2 separate regions of the Mus musculus genome follow, and region 2 is linked to region 1. A link is a contact called in public HiCAR-type data. All regions are on one chromosome and are shown on one strand. The core of a region is the stretch at or near the end of the contact, and the rest is flanking DNA. Distances in the headings are between cores, read along the strand shown.

The links. HiCAR-type assays count read pairs that join an accessible place to other places.
Region 2: a HiCAR-type map of astrocytes shows a contact between it and region 1, with 5 times the contacts expected there. The contact joins the promoter of Fam102a here to the promoter of Spout1 in region 1. A contact is called at or near these places in 1 of 39 promoter capture datasets (cranial neural crest) and 1 of 115 datasets of contacts at active chromatin or transcription factors (astrocytes).

What each region holds. Positions count from the first base shown.
Region 1 is chr2:30,176,221-30,180,332 of GRCm38.p6, reverse strand. Spout1 (SPOUT domain containing methyltransferase 1) reads left to right here and starts at 1,874. Exons shown (of 12, transcript NM_172660.4): 1 at 1,874-1,943; 2 at 2,368-2,413; 3 at 2,612-2,740; 4 at 2,851-3,010; 5 at 3,505-3,594; 6 at 3,669-3,718; 7 at 3,841-3,971. The coding sequence starts at 1,908.
Region 2 is chr2:32,533,591-32,537,702 of GRCm38.p6, reverse strand. It overlaps Fam102a (family with sequence similarity 102, member A), which reads right to left and starts at 2,344. Exons shown (of 11, transcript NM_153560.4): 1 at 1,471-2,344. The coding sequence starts at 1,616.

The DNA of each region.
Region 1 (4,112 bases), core at 625-3,124:
CAGTCCCAGGGGATCCATTTGCCTCCTCAGGCACCAGGCAAGACTCTGGTGCACACACATACATACAGACAAAACACTCATATAAATAAAGTCAAAATTCACACAGCAGGGTGCCCCACACCTGTAATTTCAGCTCCTGGGAGGATAAGGCAGGAGGATGGACATTATCTCAAAAAAACAAACCAAAGCAAGCAAAACAGACAAAAAGAAAGTATGACTAAAAGAGTGATGTAAACTGTAGTTGGCGGTAATAATGTGTCAGGATTGTTCCTCAACTGTAACAAAGTATCGGATCATTGTAAAATGTTAATACAAGCCGGGTGGGCGTGGTGGCACAAGTCTTTAATCCCAGCACTTGCTCGGCACACGCAGGAGGATCTCTGAGTTTGAGGGCATCCTGGTTTACATAGTAAGTTCCAGGACAGCCAGGGCTATATATTAAGGCCTGTTTCAAAAACAACAACAAAAAGTTAATATAAAACTATCAGGCAGAAAAGTTTTTTGGGGAGGAACCTGTTGGTGTTCTGGGTTATACAGGAGAGCAAAGAAAAGGAGACACTGCAGGACCTGTTAGGCTTCTCAGCAGCAGGGGCTCATCCTCTCAGGCATTGAACTTCACATATTTACCATTTTGCAGACCCTCCTTACTGTTACACAAAAGGTACTTGTAGCAAGTCAATTTCTGTATACCAAAACCTGCTACCTTATCTAGGCTTCTCTGAAGGAACCCTACCTAAGCAATACTCAGGCATAACCTACATTCCCAGGCATACCTAAGCAAGTCCCAGGAGACATCCTGGTTTGTCAGGTATGTCTCAGGACTAAGTTATGCAAAGGCTCTGAGAATCCTTGGAAGAGCAACCCCATAAAACCTCAGACAACAATCAATAACTTTACAAAAGGCTTCTTCAAACCCTAGGTACAATCCCTCTGGAATTCATGCCAGATACAATGGCTGCTATTATAGCAGCAGCTAAAAGTCTTCTGCAGGGACTTCTTTCAGTCCTATCTTCTCATTCTTTACTTAAAATGATTTTAAAGTAGACACAGAATGTTGATCAGTGATTTGCATGCTGGAGACCTTGGATTTGATCCAGGGCTGCCAAAAATCAATCAATCAATCAATCACAGCACTCAGGTGGTTGATGGAAGATTGAGTTTGAGGTCAGTCCAAGCTACATAGTAAGACCCTGTATCAATTTCTTTTTTAAAAAATTTAAAGTACTACATGCAAACAAATGAATTAAACTGATAAAGAATAAAGTCTGGGGCTGGCAAGATGGCTCAGCGGGTAAGAGCACCAATTGCTCTTCCAAAGGTCCTGAGTTCAAATCCCAGCAACCACATGGTGGCTCACAACCATCCGTAATGAGATCTGATGCCCTCTTCTGGCACGTCTGAAGACAGCTACAGTGTACTTATGTATAATAATAAATAAATCTTTTTAAAAAACCAAAAGAATAAAGTCTGGACGAGGCTGGGAATATAGCTCACTGGTGGAGCACTAAATTTAGCACGCGTCGGGCCTTAGCTGGAGTCCCAGGAAACTGAATGGATAAATAAAAAGAAAGTGCAAATGAACTGGATAAAGGTAGTCTTTTGTAATTTCCAATAGGGTGCCCTTACATAAAACATGGAAGCTAAATATCACCAGGGTACCTAACAATGGAAAGGGCGGCACATGAGCCTTACTGGGTTCGGACAGCGTAGTGCTGCGAACTCGTTGCCCTGGAGACAGGGTACCAACGCAGCAGCCTCCGCACTCGCACGTGGCGTTTCTGAGCTCCGCCTCAGCCTGGCACCCAGGACACGCCCCACTCTCCGCTGGGCCTCTGATTGGGCAGCTCCGCGGAGGTGTGGCCGGAAGAGGCGAGGCTAACTGGCAGGCGCGCGGTGGGCCTGGAAACATGGCGGAGCGCCCGAGGAAGCGTCCGTGTGGTCCGGTATGTGCGGACCGATGGGTTCCGGGCTAGGCCTGGAATCTGCAGCGTGTCACAGTGGTGTCGGCCCGGGTCTTCTGCTCTCTCCTCTCCCCTCGCCCCTCTCCCGTAGCCTGAGCTTGCAGAGTTAGCTGGTCCGATCTACATTCATTCGCGGGGCGACGGTGTCTTGAGTCCTCTCCTGGCTTATTTTCTGATTCCTAGGGCGACTTTATGGCCATACCTGTCTTCCCCTTGTCTCGGTTTCTTCTTTTGCCCAATGGGGATTCATTCCTCAGCTTCCCGGATCTGATCCCAGGCTTTGTGCACGGCGAGTCCCTGTGTACTTCTACCCTGGTTTGAGAGAGTCAGATGGCGGGAGGCCCGATGGGATGCGCCCCTCCTATGTGTGACCGGTCAGCCTCTCAATCTTCCTCCTTACTTGCAGGGTGAACATGGCCAAAGGGTTGAATGGCGAAAATGGAAACAGCAGAGTAAGTAAAAAGCTGAGGCCGGGTTGGGCAAGCGCACTGAGCCCTCCCTTTCCACAAACCAGCTAATGGCCCGACGAGCCCTCTTTGGGTCTCAGTGTATCCAAGTGAGTGGTGGCAGCCTCTCCAGAGCCTAGGCTAGCCCAGCGAGAAGGAACTCTCCTCCCCATGTCAAGTCCTTTCCCTCCAATAATTCTCCAGAAAAAGAGGAGAAAAAGAAGTGGAAGGACCTCAAGATAATGAAGAAACTGGAGCGGCAGCGTGCCCAAGAGGAAGAGGCTAAACGCCAGGAAGAGGAGGAAGAGGCGGCGGCCCAGAGGAGCAACCAAGGTAAGCAGCTGGGTCGTGAGGTAAGTTGAATCTCTGAGCCATGGGGACATGCAAGGGAGGGAAGGTCCACAGCCTGTCAGGCTGACAGGAACATCCCCTGTCCCTGCTAGGACGGCCTTACACTCTGAGTGTGGCCCTGCCAGGCTCCATCCTGGACAATGCCCAGTCACCTGAGCTCCGCACCTACCTGGCTGGCCAGATCGCCAGAGCCTGCACCATCTTCTGTGTGGATGAGATTGTGGTGTTCGATGAGGAGGGCCAAGATACCAAGTGAGAGTCTCTGGGGAGTGGGGAGGACCAGCAGGGGTGGCCATGGCTTTGTCCTGCTCCTTGTCACCTGCCTGGCTGCCTGGAAGGAGCTCTCAAAGGCAGCTGCAGACTCACTTTTTCTCACCCTTGGTGCTAGAGAGTGGACTCAGGGTTTTGCCCATGGTCTGTGCTGAGGCTCAGCACTTGGATGGTTTGGGTTGTGTTTAGCATTTCTTTATGGTGCTTGTGTACAAACACCAGTGTGGTTCTGGAGACCAGAAGGCCACTTGAGCTGAGCAGTGGTGGCACACGCCTTTCATCCCAGCACTCAGGAGGCAGAGGCAGGTGGATCTCTGAGAGTTCAGTGCCAGTCTGGTCTACAGAGCAAGGTCTGGGACTGCCAGGGCTATGCCAAGAAACCCTGTCCCCAAAAACAAATGAAAAAGAAAGAAAATAAAAAAAAAAGTATAATAAGCCCAGCACTTGGATCTTGAGGTCTGTCTTAATCTTTCCAGGAGTGTGGAAGGAGAATTCAGGGGAGTTGGCAAGAAAGGGCAGGCATGTGTCCAGCTGGCCCGCATCCTACAGTACCTGGAGTGTCCACAGTAAGTGTGAGGTGAGGGCAGTGGCTGGGAGGCAGCCTCCCCAGGATGGACCTGACAGATGCATTCCTCCCTAGGTACCTGAGAAAGGCGTTCTTCCCCAAGCACCAAGATCTGCAGTTTGCAGGTACAGCTAGTGTGCCTGCCCCATTTCCCATGACTCAGCCTTAGGCACCAAGATGGATCCAGGTGGGAACACAGGCTAGGGGTAGAGCCTGGTCCTATCATCACCTCCTGTTCCCTGCCCAGGAATCCTCAACCCCTTGGACAGCCCTCACCACATGCGTCAGGACGAAGAGTCTGAGTTTCGAGAAGGCGTCGTGGTGGACCGGCCCACCAAGGCAGGCCATGGCTCTTTGGTCAACTGTGGAATGAAGAAGGTAGGATTGGGAAGGTGGGCTGTGGTACACTTGGGGACACTTGCTAGCTATAAAAGGTAAGGACACATGAATGAGGAGACCTGAACTCCAGGCCTGCTGAGAAACACTAGTTATCCCAAAGTAGGGCTCAAGCTATGAGCC
Region 2 (4,112 bases), core at 1,095-3,594, 2.4 Mb before region 1:
TCTCTGAGCCTCTGTTTTCACCTCTGTAAGAATGATTCCCCCTCCTCTACTCCTGCTCCGTGGGTGGTGTTGAGAGGTGCTAGTGAGACCGTGAGCAGAGCACCAGTAATTGCCAGCACGTGAGATCAGGGAGACTGGGTATTTCTCAGTGGCTGACCCCAGGTCCAATCACTGAGCACAACCCTCTGACACTGCGCCATGGCCGGACCAGCCGGTCGTTAGGAAGGGTAACTGCAGGGATTACAGACTTCACAGGCAGAGGATTGCAGCCACCCCCACCACAAAGGGCAGCCCTTGTCCAAATTCCTCAGATAAGCGGCCCTGAGCAGAACAGGAGGCCCAGTGCACAGAACAGGCACCTCTATCCACAGATTCCAAAATCTGAATCAGACCACATAGCTTCTCTCCTTCCAACAGAATTCACCCAACAGGTCTTCCAACTGGCCAAATCTGGTTGACAAATGCCTCCGGCAAAGTCTCTGGCAACCAATTTACTTCCTCTTTCTGGGGCTCATTATCCCAATCCGTCTAACACACCTCTGAGCGCTCTGAATAGTGGGGCAGGTCCAGCTAACTAGGCCCACAAGACCTAAGAAGCAAGGGACAGGCTAGGAGGGGGAAGCATCTCGGGAGCTGGGCCAGGGGCCTATCTACTGCAACTTCCCTTTACAAAGCTGATGGAGAAACCTGTATTAGGTCCAGTGTGCCGAAGAGGGAACAGGAACCCAGAAAGAGCCTGAACTTGACTTCCTTTCCCCATTAGCTGGACTCTACGGACCTCTGCAGGCAGGTCAGGACTGTGTGACCGCCATGAGCTCAACCTGCAAAAGGTGGACTGGGACCTCATTCAGCAATAAACTGGGAAGCTGGACCTACTAGGACGATGACGGACACAAAATCAAACCCGATGGCTTTTTTCACAGGGGAAGGCAGTCTCCTGGCAAGGACATTTGCATTGCAAAGCAGTCCAGCTTTAGCCAGTGGAGGGCAGTCACTCAAGAGGGGGCTGGGCAACCCAAAATCCAGCCACCTCCCGCAATCAAATCCAGGGAGTGCCTGGAACTGGGCTTTCCCAGCCAAGGGGAGAGAGCCAGAGAGCCCTGGCTGGCCCAATCTCTCAATCGTATGACAGCCACAGGAGCCAGCTTGGTGGCAAGGTGGCCTGAGACACCCTTACTTAATCCCTTAAAGTGAAAATCTCAGTCAGCTCTCTCCATACAAATCTGTAAAACGGGTGACTTGAAGAGTGCACGCAGGGCCCTAAAAGGTTTCTGGCTGGTCACCTGCAGACAAATGCCAGGCGCTCTGCCAGCTCACTCAGACCTAAGTCCTGCTTAGAGCAAATCTTTCCCCAGGCGGGCCCCTTGCCCATCCGTCCCTAGCTGAGTCTTCCACATTTGCCAAGTGGCTAGATCTCACTCATCAGCACTCCCCACCCTCCCCTGCAAACGCGAAAACCTCAATGCCTACCTGGACGACAAGCTGACAAAATCCCCGCCATCCAGCAGCCGGACCTTGCAAAAGAGGACCCCGTTCACGAAGGGGACCGCAGTCAGCTCCTCCAAGGTGAAAGTGGTTTGAAATTTAAATTTCTTCTTCTTCATCAAAAAAGCCATGAGCAAGTTCCCTGAGTCTGAAGCCCGCAGGGCCAAAAAGAAAAAGAAAAGAAAAAAGAAAAAAAGAAGGGGATACTAGAAAACCCCAGGATTCCTTTCCCGACACCACACCCCCCTCCTCAAAAACACCAGAGCTGGATCCAGTCCAGATGGCGGCGGAGGCTGCGGGCAGGAGAGGATCTGAGTTCGGAGCCCCAGGTCCAGTGAGCCGGCTGCTCTCACCCTCGGGGAACCCGGGCTCCACTGACATGTAAACAGCGAGGTGCGGCCCCGGCAGCGGGGGCTGGCGTGGAGGGCGGCTCGCAAGCGAGCAGCAGCATCCCGATCCGCGGGGCCCGGCGGACCGGTGAGACTGACGGAGACGGCCGGGCGAACCGCTGGAGACCCGGGCGGCGGCCCCGCCTCCGCCCCGCTGGCTGCCGTGGGAGGTGCCCAGGCGACGCACACGCCTCCGCACCTGGCGCACCGCGGCCTGCGCAGGTGAGGCCCCGGGAAGCGGAAGCCACCTCGGCGACCGACCCGGCTCTGCAGGGACCGCTTCGGGAGGCTCTGCCGGGCCGGGAACGTGTGCCGGTCCGCCTCCCGCTCAGTCCTGGGACCTACGCCGCTCCTGCCCTGCCCGAGTCTCAGGCGCCTTCCGACCCGGCCGGATGGCTTCTGCCTCGGTTAGCACCGCTGGAGCACAGCGGCGCCGTCGCCCGCACCTCCGGACGCAGCCGGCTGAGCCCGACGCAGCTCGGCGCTGCTCGGAGAATGCCGAAGCCCCGGCGCGACCGCCCGCGGAGCCGCGGCCGAGAGCAGCAGGGGCGGGGCGCGCGAGGCTCACAGCCAACCTGCGATTGGACAGGCCGACTGTACGAACACGAATTTCTATTGGCTGGCGGTGGCGTGGGGCGGGGCTCGCGGAGGCAGGGCCAGTTGAGGGCGCTCGGATTGGAGCGCTCGCGGGGCTGGACCCGCCTCCTTGAGAAGCGCGGTGGGGGGGGGTGCGGAGAGGCGGTGGGAGGTCGCGGGGTGTGGGGGCCGGCACTGGAAAGAACGGGAGGAGAGCGCGAGCCCAAGAAAAGGAGAAACAATGACTAGGGGAAACAATCTGGAAACTAGGGCTAGAACGGCCTGCCCGGATCCCGCCAAGACCTGAGCTCAGTGAGCAATGAAGCAGGCTGAGGAGGTAGCACCCCTGTTCTCAGGAAAACAATCGCAGAGGTGTCTCAAGACCTATGCAGGTCTTGCTCGCCTCTAAAAATGACAAGCATCTGTCCTGGCTTTGCCGCTCTTGAAGATCCATTGGAGCCCGGCAACCTTGTGACTCGGCCTGCCTGGTTCCAGGCTGTTATCTAAGGCTTTTGTTTAAAGTTTCCCGATAGTTATGGCAAAGGACACCTTGGGGACCTCGTACTCTCCAAACTATCGGCATTTTATGATTCTTTTTATCCAGGCCGCCAGTGTTTAGGAACTCTGTCCTGAGTCAGGCAGGCACCCAGTGGAAAGACTGGATCTGAGAGTCTGCTGAAGAACTCAAGTAGGGAGGTCAGAGGAGGCGTGTGCTTTCGGATTGGAACGGAAGTTCAAAGGATTCTGACACAAAGCCGGCCAAGCATCGGGGTACAGGCAGTGGCAGTCACTAGAGGCCTGCTGGCCCGGCAGCATGGTACTCAAAAAGTTTGTGGAGTATCCCTGGATGAATTCTAATTTGAGAGAACAGCAGATCAGGCTAGAATCTGGCCCAGTCTTGTAGACCAGAGCAAAGAAGGAGGCATCTCCTGGTTTTTTGAGCTAGATAGTGACTTGATTGTTCTGGCATCAGATAACTTGGAGGAAAGAAAATGGGGAAATGGGTGAGTGAAAGGCCGTTTTTGATCCGGGCAGGAGATAAGTTAAGGTCTGCTGGACTTCCCTGTGGAAAATTAAAGAGAGTTGGGCTGATTGGCATTTGAGATGTAAATTCTCTGCCGGACATCATGTTTGATACCATGCATGATATCATGTTTGGACATGTGCATGAAGACTTCCTGAGCTTACATTTCAGAAGCATGGGTGGCAATCTCTGCTCCTCATAATTGTCCCATAATGTGGAAAACGCAGTCAGATTGGAGATGAAACGAACCAATCCATCCAGACCTCCCTGATGTAGCTAGGCATCTCCTTTTGAAGGTGAGGAAGTAGAGGCCTGAAGGCTTTGTCTTTTAAAAAATAAATTACGTTTGTTGATATGATTGGGCACATGGCACACAGTGCAGTGAAGGGCAGAGAATAACTTAAGTTCTTCCCTTCTACCACGTGGGTCCTAGGGATTAAATTCAGGTCATCTGACTTGGCAGCAAGCATTTTTACCTACTGAGTCTTCTTGCCAGCTCCGACTGTGTTTAGTTTTTGTCTTTAGCCCAGGCTGGCCTCAAACTGCGTGTGGCTGGGGATGGTCCTTCTGCCTTTACTAAACCTTAGGATTACGGCTTAGGCTTCCACACCAGGCTTGGCCTGAAGGGTTTAAATTCT